3 separate regions of the Mus musculus genome follow, and regions 2 and 3 are each linked to region 1. A link is a contact called in public HiChIP or PLAC-seq data. All regions are on one chromosome and are shown on one strand. Each heading gives the region's core, a stretch centred on a gene start, on an enhancer-like site or on the middle of the called end of the contact. The rest is flanking DNA. Distances are from core to core; before and after follow the strand shown.

What was found. HiChIP or PLAC-seq counts read pairs in DNA pulled down with a chosen protein or histone mark.
Region 2: a contact with region 1 is called in an HNF4G HiChIP or PLAC-seq map of pancreatic cancer cells. The contact joins two enhancer-like sites. A contact is called at or near these places in 3 of 39 promoter capture datasets (liver, neural stem cells and pre-B cells), 2 of 15 datasets of contacts at CTCF or cohesin (large pre-B cells and pro-B cells), 4 of 484 Hi-C or Micro-C datasets (the AML12 cell line, bone marrow-derived dendritic cells, bone marrow-derived macrophages and 1 more) and 7 of 115 datasets of contacts at active chromatin or transcription factors (T-cell acute lymphoblastic leukemia, craniofacial prominence, embryonic basal ganglia and 4 more).
Region 3: a contact with region 1 is called in an HNF4G HiChIP or PLAC-seq map of pancreatic cancer cells. The contact joins two enhancer-like sites. A contact is called at or near these places in 4 of 115 datasets of contacts at active chromatin or transcription factors (bone marrow-derived macrophages, embryonic basal ganglia, extraembryonic endoderm stem cells and 1 more).

What each region holds. Positions count from the first base shown.
Region 1 is chr8:10,944,365-10,947,630 of GRCm38.p6, reverse strand. No RefSeq gene overlaps it. Among named protein-coding and RNA genes, the nearest start is that of 3930402G23Rik, 18 kb to the right of the region's middle. Within about 2 kb of position 1,555, at least 301 of the 459 cell types and tissues checked have an H3K27ac peak or open chromatin away from gene starts, as enhancers often do. A contact at or near this core is called in the AML12 cell line, embryonic fibroblasts and pancreatic cancer cells, where this site is marked.
Region 2 is chr8:10,587,835-10,591,100 of GRCm38.p6, reverse strand. The region is part of intron 32 of Myo16 (myosin XVI); the gene reads right to left. Among named protein-coding and RNA genes, the nearest start is that of Gm32330, 84 kb to the left of the region's middle. Within about 2 kb of position 1,485, at least 34 of the 459 cell types and tissues checked have an H3K27ac peak or open chromatin away from gene starts, as enhancers often do. A contact at or near this core is called in the AML12 cell line, embryonic fibroblasts and pancreatic cancer cells, where this site is marked.
Region 3 is chr8:10,618,084-10,621,349 of GRCm38.p6, reverse strand. All of the region lies in intron 34 of Myo16 (myosin XVI), which reads right to left. Among named protein-coding and RNA genes, the nearest start is that of Gm32330, 54 kb to the left of the region's middle. Within about 2 kb of position 1,444, at least 27 of the 459 cell types and tissues checked have an H3K27ac peak or open chromatin away from gene starts, as enhancers often do. A contact at or near this core is called in pancreatic cancer cells, where this site is marked.

The DNA.
Region 1 (3,266 bases), core at 306-2,805:
CTGAAGACCAGGCTGTCCTCAAACTTATCTGCCTGCCCCTGCCTCCTGCGTGCTGGTATTAATTTAATTGATAATCCTTGTTTAAAACAAAAAGAGTTGGGAGGCAGAGACAGTCGGATTTCTGAGTTAGAGGCCAGCCTGGTCCACAAAGTGAGTTCCAGGACAGCCAGGGCTATGCAGAGAAACCCTGTCTCGAAAAACAAACAAACAAACAAACCCCCCAAAAAAACCAACCAACCAACCAACCAAAAGACAAAAAAGAGAGGGCGGAGCATCTCTCTTTGCACTGAGGCTCGATGTTTTACATTCTTAAGTTTATGTCTTAAGAATAAACCCCCTCCCCCTCCAGATCCCCTTCTACTGCACAGCTGGCTTCAGCTGAATGAGGTTACTTAGTTGTTTAGCTGCTATTGTTTTAAGGCGGTGTGTGTGTGTGTGTGTGTGTGTGTGTGTGTGTGTGTGTGTGTGTGTGTGTTAGGGGGTGGCCCCTCCTTGTCAGCCCATGCTCATGAAGCCTGGAACCAGGGCAAGGAGTTAATCTGTGCGCGAACTCCCTGCTATTTGTGGCGCAGTGGCCCAAGGCAGGAGTTTGAGACTTGTTCTACATATCATAGGGGCTCCACAGAGAAACCCCTGCCTGAAAATATCGAGAGAGAGAGAGAGAGAGAGAGAGAGAGAGAGAGAGAGAGAGAGAGAGAGAGAGAGAGAGCGCTCTGCGAATCTCCCTGACCCTCAGGGACCACACAGGTGCGACCCTTTTGGCTTTCCAGTCCTGGCTGAACTTCAGCCTGCCTGCCTTTACTCATCTGTTTGATCCTCTAACCATCCCCATCAACCGTGGTATCTGATCTGTCCTTTGCTGACCCTCTTGCTACGCGTCAGAGGACTTTTTTTTTCCCTATTCCTTTGTCTGATTCGTTTTGCTTTTAAACGTAGGTTTTTTACTATTGTTGGCCACAGAGGAGGAGGCCACTCTTCTGGGCTGCCCGGTGCCAGAGAAGTTTTATTTTGCTCGCTCCCCTTGGCTTTTGCTGTTTTCCCTTCTTCTTTCTCGTTCCTTCTCCTCCCCCTTCCCTGCCTGTAGCTGCAATTTCTTTATGGGTGCAATTTCCTCAGCTATCTCTCTGGCTCAAATGGGGTGTTTGATTTTTATTTGTTTCCTCCAGGGCCGGCCCTTTCACTTGCTGCTCGCAGTCACTATCAGCTTGGCGAGTTCCTCTGTCTGGGATGGCCTTTGCTTCGGTTTTTATGAATGGAGGGCCGGGCTGCTTTGCGCAGGGCTGGTGCCGGTTCTCTGCCGCGCGTACACATCTGTTTCCTGTGCAGCCTCTTCCTTGAATGGCAACTGCTGCTGTTCCGCAGTGGGCGAGGCAGCAGGAAGGCCTGGGCCACCTCCCCACGCCTGCCTGGGCCAGCTGCCAAGACAGGGAGGGTTTTCCCTGGAGCTGATAAGTGCATTACGGAGACTTCCTGGCTTTCTTGGTTCAGGGCGGCCTCGTGGCCTCAGTAAAGGTTCACAAGAACCCAGGCCAAGAGAGAGCTTCCTCCCTGTGCTGTGCAGATGCAGTTAGCAGCAACTCCCCGCAGCCACCTTGTGATTGGTGGTTTAGCTGCTGTCGGCAGAACCCATTCATGAAAACAGAAAGGGAACAGGTTTTTTTTTTTTTTTCATCTCTAAATCTCTGAAACTCCTGCTTACTGAGGGCGTTTTGTGTGCTGGCTTCTTAAGCTTTATGGTTTGGAACTGAAATGTCCCTCAGGCTCAGCTGCCAGCTGATTTGGGGGAGATGACTGGATCTTCAGGGCTGTGACCTCACTGGTGGCCTCATAGCTTGGTGGCATTGCTGAGAGGCCATGGAAAGGAGGTGGGTTCTTCTTGGAGGGAATGGGTCTCTCTCTTGTCTCTGGCCCTCTCTCCCTGTTCGCTGGCCACCATGGGCTGGGCAGCTCTACCCTGCCCCACACTCCTGTCATGATGTTCAGTCTAGGAGTGACAGAGCCTAGGGACCATAGACTGAAACCACAAGAAAGTAAATTCAGTCCTTCTTTGTCATTCCCCACCCCGTGTGTGTGTGTATGTGTATGTGTGTGTGTGTGTGTGTGTGTTTGTGTGTGTGTGTGTGCTTGCATTACATGTGCACACGTAGAAGCTGGAGATTGATGCTGCAGTTCATCCTTGATCATCTTGTTATCTTTTTCATTGAAGGCAGAGTCTCTCAATCAAACCCAGAGCCTGCACATATGTCTGCCATTGGGAGCCAGCTTGCTCTGGCTATTCTGTGCATCAGCCTCCCCAGGCTGGGCTTACAGCAGGCCACCACACCTCTCTGTCATTCTCTGGGAACCTGAATTGCATTCCACTCCTGTGGCACACATACTTTAGTCCCTAAGCCACCCTCTGCAGCCCCAAACTTCTCCTTCTTCCGTTCTGTGCATCAGGCATTTTGTCACAGTAAAGAAAAGTGATTACCACCCTGGGGATTGGATTGGACCCCCTTGCCGGCGTCTTCTATCCACACTGTTTTCCTCATGATCTGCACTATTTAATTATGGCAACTGCTAAAAATTTGCTTTGCCAAGATAGAGCCTCATGGGCAGGATGCAGGACACCCCAGTATCAGTGACTGGTGGACCCAGGGCATCACTCCAAGTGAGTAGAGCTGTCTAAGAACAATGTGTTTCCCTGGAGACACATGGCTGCCCTGGGTGCACAGCAGCGCCCAGGGAGGTTGTTTGTTTGTTTGTGGGAGTTACCCCAAGCATGCAGCATGAAGCACACCCATCTCTGTGTCTGGTTCTTCTTCTTGAGCTGAAGTGAAGGCCTACTCTCTTTACAGTGAGCTTGCAACCCCACTGAGGAGTTCATCTCAATCAAGAAACAGAATCTGGACTTCATCTTGGGAAGAGCTTCTCAGAGCTTCCACTCCATAGCCCCTCCCACTTTCTTTTATATATTTTTCTTAGAAAGCAAATCTGGAAAATAAGTAAAATGGCATCGTCTGCTCGGAATCCCTGTTACTTTCTGGACTCTCATTGTTGGGGGCGTTAATCAAGTTAATTCGTAGCATTTTTTTGATGGACAGAGGTGGATTAAGTTCTGTACTTTATTCTCTTGTTTTCTGTTTTGATCGACTTGAATCCCAAACCACACACACACACACACACACACACACACACACACACACACGAAGAGTCAAACTGCCACGGTTTTTTGTATGCTTAGTATAAGAACTTGAAGCTTGAAATGGGCCAAAGGCTTGCTATGC
Region 2 (3,266 bases), core at 236-2,735, 360 kb after region 1:
GCAGCAAAAATGGACTAGCCTTTCCCAGGAACCATATAGTGCTTGTCCAGATGAGCTATGAACATAGAAGCAAAGGAGTGATAAGTGGGGACATTGGTGAGGAGAGAGGCCTGCCACTCATGTCCCAGAGGCAGCCCAGAAAGGAATGGAGGCCTTACAATTAGGGGAACGGGACAGCCCCCAGGTGCAGGAAAGGTTAAGTGAACAGAGGCCAGCAGAATCTGGCTCTATCTAATGGTCAAAGAGACAATCTTCCAGGGCTTGTAGATTCTTCCCACTCAGCTATTGATGCTAGCCATCATGATAGCCCAATTCTGTCACACAGACACATTGACACCATAGTCTAAACCTTCATTTTTGTTATTAAGGTTTTAAAGTATCCCCCTGCTTCCACTCCGCAGGTTCAGCTGGAGTCCCCATGTGCTCAGACACTTGTCACTTGGGTTAGATTGCAACCCTTGCATTGCCTGCTGGTTTTGTTTTATCGTAAAAAACGCAGATCTATTTTAGGGTAACTGTGGACAGAAAGGGGAGTTTCTGGTGTTCCTTAGTGCCAGGCATCCAGATGAAGGGTCAGCAGTGTAGCTGGACAGACGCTTCTGCAACGATCTAAGAGTCTGAGAATCTTGGTCGCTCTTGTTGTCAAGGCTAGGCAGTACATTAATCCTCCTACAAGCATGTTCCCCTAGTGGGCACCCATGCAGGCCCAGATCCGAGGGTTCCACTGTGCACCCAGTCCTGCGCCCTCTTACCCTGTTGATGGCCTTTCCTCATAAGCTCATTTGCAGGTGGAAAGGCTGAGGCGGCTTTGGTCCTTGACCTTATTTCTGATGTCCCATGGTGATGAACCAGAACCTAGCCCAAAATATGACACTGTAATAGAGGAAATTCCTCACCACAGACCTGCTGTTCTCATCAGGGTGATTGTGTTTTCATCCATACTAACCATGGACCTGTGGCTTATGAGTAACATGCCAGTGTCTGCTCAAAAACAACCTTACTCACACCCAGAGAAGTGAAGGTGTCTATGCCTTAACTTGTTGACATTTAGATTCGAGCACTCTGCATATTTTTCTCCACTGCACAAGCAGTGGGCTGGTATAGGACCAGACCCTGCATTCCTTGCTAAAGGCATTGCCCTTGCTTTGTACTTAGGCACCGACAGGATCACAGCAGAAACAAGTCCCCAGTTCTGTGGCCTTAGGTCTGTAGAGTTCTCCAACAGTGTACGAAGATGCACACTTGGTAGAGAAGCAGAGGACTTGCCTGGGGCTGCGTCCTCAAGCCTGTTCATGCCTCAGTGCTGGAGGAAGGGCAAGAAAAGTTCCGAAGGGGGAGATTGGAGAGTCTTGATGACTAAGCAGAAGGAGAGGCGAGCAAGGAAAGTGCTGTGTCAGAGTTAAAGTTTTCCTGAGACATGTCTGGGGCCGTGCCTTGTTTGGTGCGTGCGTGTGCGTGTGTGATTCATCCTGTCTTTCTGTCGGGTGCTGGTAACACCTGATGGTTTGAATACCTGCGGTGTTTGAGCCCTCACTGAAGAGGGTACGGGTTCAGAAGCAATGAATCACACCAGGATGTGACTCAAAAATAAGGGCAAGCTTTATGCTTGGCTCTGTATGCATTGACTTTTGACCTAGTCCAGGGAGTTCTAGCAAATTCTTCAACATTAACACAAAATTCTGTTGTCTTCTACTTGCTCTTAAATAAAGTGTCTTCTTTGGGACACTTTGGGTGTATATTAAAAGTATATCTAGGGGGATACTCAGAAGTGTCTGAATTCTTCTTAGTTGGCCATCACAGCTGGGGCTGGGGAGCTGGGGCTGGCCTCTGGTAGGTAGAGATGCAACAAAACCTCTTAAGGTACCCAGAAAGACTGGCTGCAGACCATGGGTTATCTGGTCTAGAATGGAGCCCAAAGTCCTGCTCTGAAATAAGGTCATTTCCCCGAGTGTTCTCCCCCCCCCCCTTTCTAGGTTCATTTGAATTAAGATGCAAATGTCTCCCAGCATGGAAAGGATCCTCCAAGACTCTGTTAGCCCCAGATTTTGTCCTTGCAAGCTTTAACCTCTTCCTTGCATTCTTACCACCAGAGATTATAGGCTTCAGGGAAAGGGAAAGCTCTGACCTCATTCATGACTCCATGCCCACCAGGAAGGCCTTCCAGGTGACCGCCGCAGGCTTGTCCCTAGTCCTTCTCTAGGCCTGGCACACCCCTTCTCTTCAGCTTGCTTGTGTTCTGCCTCCCTCCTCTTGTACATCCGTATCTCTAATTCAAATACATCTTCTGATACGTTTACAGGAGTTACATGCCTAGCATGTAGAGGGAACTCAATAAATCATGGCAGAATGAAAGATAAATATAGACAGTGTTGTGCAAGCTATAATCCCAGCATTCAGGAGGCTGAGGCAGGAGACTCACTGAATGTTTGAGACCAGCCCTGGCTGTCGAGTGAATATTATGTTTGCTAGGGTTCCATAGCAAGATGTTGTAATGTCAGGGAAAAAAAAAAACATAAAAAAAAAAAGAAGAAGAAAAGAAAAGGAGACTAAGGAGCACTGACAACAGGGCCTCCTTTCCAAGCACCACCAACATCTCCCACGGTGGTAAACTCCACTGTGTTTTCAGAAAGAATTCCTAGCAAGCCCTAGTGGTAGCATGGTGCAGGTGATGGCTGGAAGCTGGCAGGTGGGAAAGGGCTGAGCATCGGTGGCAGCGGCATGCCTTTGGGTCCCACATCTGTTTATTGCAAATTACAAGATAAGGACAATATTCCACTGCACACTGGCTGTTTCCTCTTATTCAGAGCTTTCTACTGCAGCCCAGCATTCTATAGGAGGAGGAGCTGCTGGATGTTCGCAGTCAATGCCCAGCCTGGTTCTATAGTTTCTGTCATTAGAATAGTCAGTACACACAGCCTATAAATATTGAGTGTTTATTTTTAAATATTACCTTATGTTACTTTATAATCTCTTGCTTTCGGGGCACTGGAGTCAGTTTGATGGGGACTGGCATTCTTCACCTGAGCTACATGTGACTCTGGAATCTTGGTGGCTGGGATGGCTCATATCTCTGAGCTACAGTGGCAGGTCCTAAATGCCTTCCTTACAAGGGTGTCATTTCTCAGACTTCCAGAAGGAGCAGGTGACTCCTCCAGATCAACGGCCTCCAGGATATCCTTGAGGCTTCTATTAGTCAGGAGCCTGAGGCTTGCAGCAGAGAGCCCCCAAAGGCTCACTCTTAAGATCCACAGGAGAACCTGGAGGGT
Region 3 (3,266 bases), core at 195-2,694, 330 kb after region 1:
TCCAGCCATTGACCAGACCAAGGATTCTTGCCCGTGTGGGAACCATCCAGCTCCCCCTCTCCCCCTGCCCTCTCCTTTCTTCAGCCCCAGGGCTGATGAGCTGCCCATGGGGCCCCCATTTGTTCTCAGCTCCTCCGTGGTATCCACTGTGGGATGCTGGAGACTGAGAACCTGTTATATAGGACTGCCCCTTGTCCACTCCCCCGACCCCCACCCCGCGAGCTGGGATTCCATGGCTTCACACAGACAGACACCCACCCGGGGCTATGTGGAAAGCCTGCAGCAGTCCTTCCGAATCTGCCTGCCTGCTGAGAACACCGGAACTCTGGCAGGCCGCGGGTTTTCTCCCACTCCTTTCCCCCACACCCACTGCCCTGCAACTGTATATTTCAGTTCAGGTATACGGACACGAACACCTGTAAGGTTTTGTTTCTGTTCCTTGCAATAGTATCCATGTTTTAGGTCCATATTATCATTCTAGTAACCACTCACAAGCTCAGGAAAGAAACAGGTTAAATATTATTAGCACCTTTCTGAGACACAGAAATTCATCTTTAGATGCTGTAGTCACTGGGCTGTATATGTAATGTGAGAATGTGTATTCAGATATACAGGGATTAGTTGGTCTGCTCTAGTCACGTCATCTTCTGAGAGGTTTCCCTCTTCATCCATCAGTTAGCAAATGTATTTAAGTCCTTACGTGAAAATTGAAGGAACTGTGGCTTATTCTGTAAGACTTAATCCGAAGCACCTAACGTGACCTGTATCCCTCCAGGCACCTCATGCAACAACAACAGCGCACAGAGAGATCTCGAGGCAGTTTAGCATCCATCAATAATGTATCAGGGATAGAGAGAGGTTCAGCAGTTGAGAATGCATACAGCCCTTACAGAGAACCCAGTTTACTTCCTAGCAACTGCATCAGGTGTTCACAACCACCTACAGCTTCAGGTCCAGAAGATCCAAAGCCTCTGTGTTCCTAGGGCACCAATTCTCACATAGCCACCTCCCTTCACACACACACACACACACACACACACACACACACACAAGTACACACAATTAAAAATAAAAAAAATCTGAAAAAAATCACCAATAATTTGTCCATGCCATTACTGTTGAAACATGGAAGAGACTTGTGTTCTCAAGGCAACACCACACTGGGCTCTAAGATTTAAGCTAGATTGGAAGGACGGGAAGATCATCTGGGAGGAAGGGGTTAAGCAGTGGTACACATGTGCACACCTTGAACATGAACTTGAACAGGAAAGGACAGCCATGGGAAAGCCTTCTGCACTGTGCACTGTGGACTAGCCCTTCTGAGTCAGCTGTGGGAAAACAACAGAACTAGGAATGCAAATGTAGGAAGGTGAGGCCCAAGCAAGTGAGGCCAGCCAGGACCAACAGGGCCCCACCCACTGTCCTCAGCAGACCAACAGGCCTCTCCCACTGTCCTCAGCAGACCAACAGGCCCCACCCTCTGTCCTCAGAAGACCAGCAGGGCCCTGCCCACAGTTCTCAGCAGACAGACAACAGGAGCCAAAAGCTACTTCCGCACCTGCTGCATTCACTGGCATCATCACATGACGGTTTTGAGGCATAACCTGATCAGCTATTTATTAACATCTCAAATATTTACTTTCCAGAAAGTTATGTTCTAAAGGGATAAATATAATTAAGAATGAGGGAAAAGCATATTATGAAAGTGGATACTCAACAGCATAACCCAAGGAGAATACAACTGTCACCCCTGATTGACAAAGGGGCTAGGCTAGCAGCTCCTGGGGCCCCAGAGCCCATTATAGTCAGGAAAGTACCTTCCTTACACAGTTTCTCTTACTCTCCAAACACCGTTTCTGTTTGAGGTTTCTGACTAGAGAGTTGTGGGTAAGCAGAGCACTCCTATCCAAGAAGGGTTAGAAAGTGGGAAAATTCTTCTCAGGGTGCCATCTTGTTTTAGGGAGCTAATGTCATTGCTTGCAAATTAAGTCCCAACGGGAGTTTTAATAGGTATAGTCTTCACATCTGTAGAGCACTGTGTATGCAGTGGTGGGGCTCACTGATCAATATCCTAGCAATAGTATCACTGGAAGACACAGGCGGCTCCGACTTGAGCTGATGTACAGAATAAGAACTGCTGGATTATGGGGACGAGGCTTAGTTAGGACAGCACACAAATAACAATGTTTGCCAGCAATGGAGAGCTAATGGCCAAAGGATGAGTGGGAGTGCATTGCGCTTATCCCATCTACTACAGTGAATAAGCAGAGACCTCTGTGTGCCACAGAGGAGGGATGTTTCTGGTGGCCTATTGGGTCTCCATGACTGTCTGTGAGCTCTTTGTGGATCTGTGTACTTTTCTTATTTACTAGTGAGTGGAAAGGTCACAAAAGTGGCTTCCGTCTCCGGAGCTCCTGTTCCGTTGTCAGAGCTCAGTGACTGTATCTGAACAACTGGGAAATGAGGTCTTGCTGAGAGTGTAAAAAGAGAGAAATGCAGCAGGGTTCAGCATCGCCCGGAAGGCTCTCTGGTCCATCAGAGTCCTGAACACAGAGTAAGTGCAAAGCCAATTGTGCACACAACGCTTCCCGGAGGGGAAGGAAAACAGACAAGGTTTTGCCAAAGTAGGCAAAATGTGAGAGTCTTTTAAATCAAGATTTCTTTCCAAAACTAGGTAATAAAAATTACCTTCTAGTATATAAAATTAATTTAAATCCACGTGGGTTTCATCTCTGGGATTTTTTTATCATCGACTTCACGATGTTCCATGATCACAGCTCTCCTATTTTCAACCTGTTTCTGGCAGAATCAGAAATACAAAGTGACAGCTTCAAAGAGTAATGTAATCATGATAATCAGGGAACAAGCAGGCCTCCCAGGTCTGCTGAGGTCAGGAGATAGAAGCCTTCATCCCAGGGACTGTTTGCATTTCTGAACAATAGAGAGCTGCATATTTTAGGCAGTTTTGTAAAGAAACAAGGAAAAACATGTTTCTTGGTAAGACCCTCTGATCCTGAGTATTTTGGTCAGGAATATTTCTTAACCATCTATCCATCTCTCTCTCTCTCTCATATCTTTTCTATCTTATCTATCTACCTATCTTATCTATCTACCTATCTATCTATCTATCTATCTATCTATCTATCTATCTATCTATCTATCTATCTATCTATCATCTATCCATCCATCTATCTATCAATCATTTATCTATCATCTAATCTATCATGTATCTTATCTATCTATCTATCTATCTATCTATCTATCTA